3 separate regions of the Callithrix jacchus genome follow, and all the other regions are linked to region 2. Evidence: chromatin contacts called from public Hi-C data. All regions are on one chromosome and are shown on one strand. Each heading gives the region's core, a stretch centred on a gene start, on an enhancer-like site or on the middle of the called end of the contact. The rest is flanking DNA. Distances are from core to core; before and after follow the strand shown.

Evidence for each region. Hi-C and Micro-C count contacts between places; a contact is called where the count stands out from the background.
Region 1: a contact with region 2 is called in a Hi-C map of induced pluripotent stem cells, with 6 times the contacts expected there. The contact joins the enhancer-like site here to the promoter of LOC128931353 in region 2. A contact is called at or near these places in 3 of 3 Hi-C or Micro-C datasets (induced pluripotent stem cells and skeletal muscle).
Region 3: a Hi-C map of skeletal muscle shows a contact between it and region 2, with 9 times the contacts expected there. The contact joins the promoter of LOC144581428 here to the promoter of LOC128931353 in region 2. A contact is called at or near these places in 3 of 3 Hi-C or Micro-C datasets (induced pluripotent stem cells and skeletal muscle).

The regions. Positions count from the first base shown.
Region 1 is chr2:123,030,613-123,033,863 of calJac240_pri, forward strand. It overlaps LOC128931355 (a long non-coding RNA gene), which reads right to left. Exons shown (of 3, transcript XR_013532589.1): 2 at 2,477-2,650. The region is part of intron 1 of LOC118151475 (a long non-coding RNA gene); the gene reads left to right. Among named protein-coding and RNA genes, the nearest start is that of CCNH, 430 kb to the right of the region's middle. Within about 2 kb of position 1,954, at least 3 of the 16 cell types and tissues checked have an H3K27ac peak or open chromatin away from gene starts, as enhancers often do.
Region 2 is chr2:122,118,215-122,121,350 of calJac240_pri, forward strand. LOC128931353 reads left to right here and starts at 1,406. Exons shown (of 2, transcript XM_078365238.1): 1 at 1,406-1,591.
Region 3 is chr2:122,667,507-122,670,697 of calJac240_pri, forward strand. It overlaps LOC144581428, which reads left to right and starts at 1,252. Exons shown (of 5, transcript XM_078365243.1): 1 at 1,252-1,302. The coding sequence starts at 1,279.

The DNA of each region.
Region 1 (3,251 bases), core at 704-3,203, 910 kb after region 2:
CAGGCATGAATATTTAATAAGCTTAATGATTAAATATTCAACTATTTGAATATTTAATTATTAAATTATTTGATATTCAGTTAATTTGGCCAAATAAGACAATCAGTATTAAAGGACTCTTTCAGAACAACCAAATAAAACAAACTTTTTACTTAAGTGCGATTCCAATCCATAGATTTTCTTTTATATTTTATAAATTCCAACATTACAGAGAACTAGTTGACAAACAAGAATTCATTGTATTACTAATAGTTTCCAATATTAGTTATGTCTTCTTGGTGTGACTTCAAATATAATTTGAATTTGAATTTTTCTGCTTCTCTTATTGCATCTACAAAAGCATTTACAACATTTTTTACTCTTTTTTCTTTCTGGTTGTTTTGCATCTCTGGTAGTATCGAAAGTTTCATCAGATTCTTTGGACATAAGAACACAAAAAGAACTAAAAAAGTCGATTTCACTTCCGCCTATCACTTCTCTACCATGAACACTTGGAAGTGACCTATTTTCTCATTTTATGGAGTTCAGTCATTTATTCACATAGAAGTCCAAATTTTTTAAAAATAAGTTTTAGAAAGGATTTTCATTGAAATATTTCATTGTAATCCATTATAGAGGTAATACCCCTCTCAGAATCAGTGAGAAGCTATTAGTTTTCTGCAAGTGATCAAACAGAACTGAGTGGGCAGCTTTAGAGCACATATATACACTCCCAGGTGGATTTTCAAGCACAAAGGAGCTTAATGTCTCGCTGATGTTAACCAGTCGGCTGTCAGTCACAGAAAAGCTTAGTGGCCATTCACAACCAGCTAAAATTATATTTCTGTAAATTGTTTTAGATCTGTATATAGAATCATTCACTTTAAAATGATTAAAGTATTGGTCTTATTTTATATTTCTTATAATAAATTGACTAACTTGTTACTTGAATTACATATAATGTCTAAGAGGAAAGCAAAGCTGTGCACACATGGGGCTCCTATTTCAAGATATCTTTATCTGTCTGCTTTATAGCAACACATTGTATAATAATAATCATGGATTGGGGGGATTATATCCAAAGTGAAGATTTTAATGATATCAAAGATTAGAACCAATTAAAACATAATTCATATGACTCATTTCATCTATTCATATGACAAATTAACATGTTCTTATAAACCAGAACTGCACAGGATAAAAACAAAAATGCAACGCTATCAAGTTTTGCCAAGTTGCCCATTTGTTCTCCAATATTTTCATTTTAAAGAGGTATGACTACATTATTGAATTCTTATCTTACCAAATATTTTAGTTGAATGCCCTCATAAAATCTCTGGTTTTCATAAATTCATGGATATTAGGGCTAACAGTGTGCATTAAAAATGATACATCTTGTTCTGAGACACTATACAAGAAAAAAATAACTTTTCAGGGGTGAATGAAAACTGAAAAAAATGCCTTTAAAAATCTTTCAGTTTTTGAACTGGTATGATATTATATCAAAACTATAGAACTATGATATTATATCAAAACTGTAGAACCCATTATATGTATAAACATAACTATATCAGTAGCACATGAAGGAAATTATGCACTTCAGTTTGCCAATGTGTAATATCATTTTTGATCAAATGTAAATTTGCTATAAGAGGTTTTAAAAGAAATCTTTAAAAATATACCCCAAACTACAACAGATCTGTCATTCATGCACTGCTGAGCATACAGGCCTAATTTTACCTTTTTGCTATTATTTTAAATTAAGGCACTTATCCAAAAGATCAAAACAGCTTTTACAATGGACATTTTGTGAAGGGAGATAGTGATAATATCTGGAGAATATGGTAATTAGTCCTGTTGTGGAGGCACAGAGAGATGCCTCATGCATATATTGGGAAACTGCAAAGACACCAAATATAAAAGTATATCTCAAAGTTTGGAGGGTAGATTAGAAGGTGCCTAGTGATCCGGCAGAAACATTAAATAAAGCAAAAAACATTGCATTTAAAAAGCAGGAACAAAGACAGTTCCTTTTGCTTTGCTGGCAAAGAATATTAAAAGAGGACAACCTTCTTTCTGACAGCAGTTTTAAATCTGGCTTTTCATATTACAGTCCTTAATGAGGGACCCCACAATATCAGATGAAGAAAAACAAAGAGAATTTTTGATGAAAAAAAAAATCAGGAGAAAGAGAGAGATGACTGAGAATATGCAAACTTTGTCTGCAGTTGTTTGAGCACAGGCATAATGCTGAAGGGACTTTTTCCCTCTAACTACCTATTAAGGAAGGCTGCATAACAAATAGCAGACTATCCCCTAAAGAGCTGAAAGGTAAAGTTCTCAGGAAGCCCCAGTAAATACTGAAATGATTTTTACTATTCCAAATTTAATTCGACATTTTCTTAGTGTGTGTATGGGGAGGGCGGAATACCCTCTTTGTGTCCTGAAAAGTGTCATGCAACGCAGAAAGATCTCTCTAAAAGAAAACGCATCTTACTTGACTAAACACTGAGCTCTCAGCATGAAGAGAATAAATGCCTCAGTGTTACACGCGGCCGTGTGGCTGAGCGGGTCCAGTGCAGTGCTCTCATGCCATCTAGCGGCTTTGTGAGAAGTCTCCGGAAGGCCTTGTGAACTCAGTGAGCTGCTCCTGTTGGTATTTAAGTAGTGCCTATAAGGCAAATAAAAGAGAGGAATTGCCATAATTATTCAGAGAATTTGGACACAAAGGGGTTATTTTGCTTGAAAAATACAAATTGTTCAGGATGAAATACTCAGGCAGTTGAAATACCCTGGCTTAAAAGTTTGGGTGCCATTTTGGTTTAAGCGGAAGTGTTTTCAGAACCAGGGCCCTTCCTTTCACGTTTCTCTACTTCTCCATTACCTCTCTTTCCTTTTCTTCTTCTCTACTTTATTTTCACATCCTACTTTTCTTTAAAATTTCTGTTTTGATTTCAAACTTTTCAATGGCTTGAAGCTTTTTTTTTTGGCTTGTATCCATCAGGTTTTTTATTTTAATAAAATGCCCCTTTGGCATTCTAGTTTGAGATAATAATAGGTAATAAAGACAAAGAACCAACTTTGTGCTTCTTAGAAACACCCAAAATAGTGCTATCCTTACCAACCCTCAGATGTGTTGCCCTACAAGCAGCATTTGGAATGTCAAATTGCAAAGGTATTGTTTACAAACTAAGATATTTTAGCCACTCTCAGAAATACAGGTTTCCACTGTCCTTTGCAAAATGACATTAAAATGGCATTACACACACTAT
Region 2 (3,136 bases), core at 156-2,655:
TGTGCGTATGTGTGTACAGAGGGAGTGCTATGAACGGGTTGTATGCATCCGTTGTAGAATCCGTGTGCGTTGTGTGTATAGAGGGAGTGCTATAAACGGTTTGTATGCATCCGTTGTAGAATCCTGGTGTTTGTACATTAAAAAGCTGCCATGTAATCATTCCATGGGGCTAGTTTAATGCATTTAACAGAGAACTAATGGGTAGTCTATGTTGAAAAGCATGGTCCTATTTTTTAATCCCATCACGTATTGAAGCGGTTCTGTGCGAGTCTGCCGCTTTCACCTTTATCCACGGTGGATGCTCTTGTTCGAGAAATCCATTTCAACCACTTTTGGTTCCTGATCATTGCTAAAATGCCTCCACTTCTTTCTCTACAACTATTCTTTATTTTTGGCCTATTTTTGCCAGACTTAGCAATAATGATAAACAATCCTTGCCGCATTGAAACTCAGTTGAAATGATCCGGTGAACCCCCGCCTTGGCCCTTGCTGCAAACGGTAATCTCAAACACTGGATATGGTCGGACTTGGCCGTGGGCTCCAAGCTACAGGAGACCTTAGCTACTTTTTCGTGTCCAGGCTTCGGTAGACCGAAGCTACTTTTTCGTGCTGGGATTTTACCTTCTTTCTAGCCTGGAGCGCGCGCGCTATGTACACACACACACACACACACACACACACCCTCTGTAAAAACAAGCTGAGGTGAGGTGAGGGGGTTCCCCATGTGAACAGAGAGACGCAGGGCTCGGGCGGAGGGAGCCTGGCCAGTGGGGAAAACGGCGGCGTGAGCAGCGCAGGGACCAGGGGCTATGACTAAGGTGGGTGCCCCGCGGCCACAGTGAGGACGCACGGAAGCTGCACTAGCCTCCGGCTCTTGTCTGAGATGCAGGAGTGGATGACCTGGCTCCCGGGAGTAAAATCAAAGTTCCGTGGAGCATGGAGCCGGTAGACAGCCACGCTTGTCCGAGCTGAGAGCCCTCCGTAGTTCGAGCTCGCGCGTGGAGCGGCCTCCAGCTCTCGGTCTGCTCGGGTAGAAGCCCACGAAGGGGGTCCCGCGGCGCCAGCTTTTGTACGGCCCCGCCTTGGCCAGCCGCGAGCTGACGCACCGGCTCCCCCGGGACGCTGGGGGCGTCGCACCGCAGCTGGGTGGGGAGCGATTTATTTTCGCTGTCCCATCCCAGCCCATCTTCGGGTACTCCACCCTACCCCTCCCATCCCTCCTCCTCCTCCTCCTCTTCCTCCTCCTTCTCTACCAACGCCCGCACTACCTTCTGATTCTCCACCTCCTCTTCATCTTCCATCCCCCTTCTACTTCTCTCTCTTCCCCCCTCCTCCCTCCCGCCTCCTTTCTCCCTCTCCCCCTCCCTCTCTCCTCTGAATAAGCAAGCTTTTGCCTCTAAAAGTCACAAGTAATCCTCTTGTGTGACAGAGAGGAGAGAGAGAGAGAGAGAGAGAGAGAGAGAGAGAGAGAGAGAGAGAGAGAGAAGAAGCTGGCCGAGAGGAGCAGAAGGCAGGAGGGGAAATCTGGCACAACGGCTGGGAGAGGAAACTTGATGCTTCTGGGCCAACATTTGCCAGGGCCTCGCTCGAGGTAAGTACACTGGGGGCCCGCGGAGTCTGTACCTGTCAGGTCCAGCCCCCGCCCATAGCCCAGAGATGGGTACCCTTACCTGGGCTATTCAAGTAATGATCAAAATGGAATGAGAATGGGGTGCGGGTGAAGGAGTGCCTCTGCCAGAGGGCCGGGGCCCAGAGGATGCTGTTCGCCTGGAAGCTCCGACCCCAGGCTCTTGCCCCAGGGCACCTTGTGCCTCCAGCCACGGTTCCGAGAGACTGCGGGGGTGCTCCAGCTACCCGATTTCCCTTCCTAAGTCTCGCGTTGGAGAGCTCCCTCTTTTACACACCCGCGTGCAAATGAGCAGCTGCTCTGTCTTGAAGTGAGAAAGTGAGCCCCTCTCTAACCCTAGAAAAGGAAAGTTTGGTAAGGTGGGGGCTGCGCAGATCTGCTGTTCTCTGGAAACTACACTGGGAACCCTAGACTTGGCGCAGAAAATTAATAGTTTTTCATTTTTCCTTTAAAAAATTACCTTGAACGAAAAATTGTATGTATTCAAAAAAAATTATTGGATTACCATATCTGATCAGCTGCTGATGACCTACCAATAAGCGTTTTAAACACACACGCACATTCACGCGTGCGCGCGCGTACACACACACACACACAAACAGGGACTATGTGCAGTGAGGAAGCCCGTCATAAGTAACCAAGAATTCAGAGGGAGTCGCGAGGGCTTTTAAGTGTGTAAAGGCTGTGTACGTGTCCCCCTTGTTACAGAGAGCAGAGGGAGGGGCAGAGGGAGTGCGTGGTCGGCTCGGCGTTTTCGCTGTGCCTGTGTGTTTCCCGTGCTGTCAGCTGGCTCCGGTTTCTAAAAGCTGAGCGCTGCCAGGGGCGGGGGCCAGCATCCACCATCCACCTCGGCACCCTAGTGGTGAAACAGGTCTCATTTGTTTGGTGCAGAGCGGTGACGACCTAGAAGAGACTGGAGTGTGGTTAGGTCAGCCCCCTGCCATCCATTACACCTGCAGCAGATGGCTCAAGTGGTAGAATGGTTTTGTTTGCCGAGATCAAGAAAGGAGGAGGGGTAAGCTAGAGCCTCGCCCCACTCAAAAGAAGTACCTTAAAGAGCCAAAGAAATGAAAGAAGCCATATTCCTACCATCAAAAGCAGTAATGTTGCCGTCTTCCAGGAGTGAACCTGGACACATTAGTGACCTTGGCACCTGGCTCGAATTGATAGCGACAGAATTATAGAACCAATATTTTCAAATTATTTTTGATGAAGTGCCCACTCCTCCCTACACACACACACACACACACACACACACACACACACACACCTCTCCAGCCAGATGCACACAGGTGTCCCTGGAGCTCTATTCCCTGAAGCCAAACGTCAGTAAGACCCTGCAGATTTCCAGAAGAAGGAAGCCTCTTCTCTCTCCCCACTTTATTCAGTCTGCCTGCTAGCTTCCACACACAAGTCTGCTCTCCCCAGACAACCACCTAGCTGGAATTTAGTACATTTGGTCAAATGTACCCAACTCATTTTCACATGCAATAATGTGCCTTTCTGATC
Region 3 (3,191 bases), core at 2-2,501, 550 kb after region 2:
GAAGCCCATCCAAGGCACCTGCCTGCAGAGTAGGGCGTTGGCACCCACCGGGTCGGTAGCCCGCCGCCTGCGCCTTTCCACCTTGCCCAGGCACAACTTTCCCTTTGTGCATCAAAGTAAGAATACCCCAATTTTTGAGAGATCTAACTCTTGTGCTGCATTAAAGGCCCTTTTGCTCTGTAGTTTCACATTTTACATGAGCCCTGAGAATGAGGTTATTAGCTTCATAAGAAAAGTTTGAGCAGTAAGAAATGCTCAACGATGGCATCCCACATTGGCCCGCAGTAGGAGTGTGGCTCACACCGGCCTTGGCTAGGTCGCCAAATACAGCCGAAACTTTCTGGCTGTCTTTAGAAGGTCCTCTCTAGTAGTCACTGGAAGGGCAGGAGGTGCAACGCAGAAGGAGACATCACGGATTGGGGGTACTGGCAACTTTTAAGGGGTCTAGAAAATCTCTTCGATTTTGGGGATGCTTTTCCGCTGCAGTTTAAAAAGTGAAAGACAACAGAAAAGCTTATACTTAAAAAAAAAAAAAAAAAGGTAGCCCTGGTGATCCATTCCCTATCTTTTGGCTGACAGGTAATTGCCTGAAAACGAAATTGGCATTCGAATAGGGTCAGGTAAAGCCCAGAGTCCCTGAACTCATTTTGGACTCAAGAAAAGGCGCTTCCCGTCCCCTACCTCTTTTAGAAAGAGAAAGGAAAAGGAGGAGGAAGCAGAAAGGCGGGAGAGCGGAGAACGCAAGAAAGAAAGAGAAGAGGGGGATATTTAGCAAGTTAAGAGGTTAAATGTTTGAACAGATTTGTAAATATATAGACAGCCCTTGTTATTTGGGATGTGTAACAATGCCTTTTGTGGCGCTGTCTGGCTGGGAGGCTGCAAAGGACCTCTCCCTGGCACCTTCTTCCCTGGGAAATGAACTGGAAGCTCATGGACTCGAAAAACAAAAACAGGGCTACCCTTCTTTAAGGGAATTCTCTCTGTATTCGGTCATTGAAAAATAAAAGGAAAAGAAGAAAAAAGAAAGTAAAAGGAAAGCAGGATCAATGAAAATATTTTATTTTTCTTTGGAACGATTTTTCAGGGAGCAACCCAGAAAGCTATCATCAGGCTGAAATAATTTCAAAATATTGTTTAAGCGGATGAAATTCTTCATCATTCAGTTATCCATTGTGCATCTATTATTTCTTCGAACTCAACTCGCTTGTCTAACAAGCGTGTGTGTGTGTGCGCGCGCCCTGGTGTGTGTGTGTGTGTTTAGAAAACCTGGGTTCTCGAATGGTGCTTCCGTGGCTGAGTAGGGTGGGTTTCTTTCGTTTTTCTCACGTTGGTGTTTTCTGGACAACTGTACTGAGCGCGTTGATGGCATCGGTGCTCTGCCTGTGCCCGTGGGCAGAGGACATAGGCTGTGGGTGTGTCCCGCCCACAGGCGCGCGTGAGTGCGTTTGCGTGTGTGTGTGTGTGTTTATACACGCATTCTCTGGTGTGCATCAAATGGAGCCTTTTTTTCTTTACTGTGTCTGCGTCCTGCGTATATTAGTATTATGCAAATAGAGTCATTTCGCTTGAGTATTTTTTTGGAGGGGGAGGGGATGAAACATTTTAATTCTTCTCTGGTATTTTCTCGGCAGTCTTTCCACTGAGTGTGAATTCATTTGGATGCCTTTTCTGAGGTCCGCGTGTGTGTGTGTGTGTGTGTGTGTGCGTGTGTGTGTGTGTGTGTGTGTGTAGGGGATACTGCGTGCCGGTCAGTGGGTGTATGCCTCGGTGTGTGGGAGAGCGTGCACTGTCTGTGAGGACCTTGTGAGCACTACGTATTCTCTCCAGGTGTTCTGTTTGTCTCTGCCTCCCGTGCTTTGCGTTCTCGGAGGTGATTATGTGCATATTTACATGTGTGTTCCTATTCTCCTGCCTTCATGTATTGTCTTTCTCCACAGTCCACACATTTCATATATATTCTCTTATCTTTTGGCAAAGTGCCTTTTTTATTCCTCGAAGAATATTTATTGATGTGATAATCTGAAATGAAAAGTGGTCTCCCATGAAGGAGATAGAAGAGAAAGGAGTGTTCATCTTTCTTAATAGACGGGGCAGAGCCAGTTGACTGGATCACAGGGTTTCTCTGCACTTTCTGCGTATGTGTCTGTGTGTGGGGGGTGGGGGCGGGGGCGGGGGAGGAGGGAAAAGGAGCCTTTAACCAGAACAAAGATAGGCCATCTCGCCCCCTTGCGGACAGGCTGCATATCGCGCCGACCAGGCCCGCCCCGGCTTTCTTTAGTCGAATGAATCTTGTAATTTCCTCCGTTAAACCATTCAGGGGCCGCCTCTCAGGCCCAGCCCCCAGCCTGCAGCCAATCACCAGGCGCCATGCAAATCACCTCTTCCGTTCTCCAAACCCGCGTCCGCCTCAGCGGCTGTCCTGGCCGCCCAGCCCCAGCCTCATTTCCTCCCATCACCTCCCCTTCCTTCCCTCGCCCCCGCCCGAGCAGCTGCCGGGGAAGAGGGCAGTGCTGGGTGCCTTATGCATATGCAGACCGATCCTCCTCCTCCGTCCACCTCCTGCCCCCTCCTGCAGCCTCCTCCCTTCCCCGCAACGCAGCCGCCGCCTCCCCCTTCCCCGACCGCGCCCGCGCTCCTGGAGGTGCGGTTCTCCCAGCTCTGGTCCAGAGCAGCTGCTTCCCAGAAGAAGGCCTGCGAGCACTCTTGGAGCAGACGAGGGAAAGGGAGGAAGGCTGTACCCTTAAAAATTCTCTCGAAGGTCAAGTTTCAGGCTTGCCAAACAGAGGAGAAAAGTGTCGAAAAATGCCGCTGCAGGGTTTGCGGGAAGGTTCTGCATGGAGACTGAGTTGAAAATGCCTTTCTCCCCCTAAACACCAGATTAATTTCTCTGAAACATACTATGTATTGGTCATGTCCAGACGATGATGATAGATGGTTTTGTAAGCCCAGAGTACAGTGTGCATTTGTCTTGTACATCAAGGCTACAATGAAACCACGAACACCTGGAGAGGAGATCACCCAGCGTTAGATCTGATTAATAGGAGCCGGGAGAGAGAGTGAGGAGTGGAGACGGGGGCGGGGCGGAGTGGTGGCCCAAGACCTGCTCCTGAAACAGGACCGGTAAGCCACTAAGAGCGCAAACGGGGACCCGTGAAAAGAAAAGATAAGAAAAAAATTCCTCCAGGAAAAAA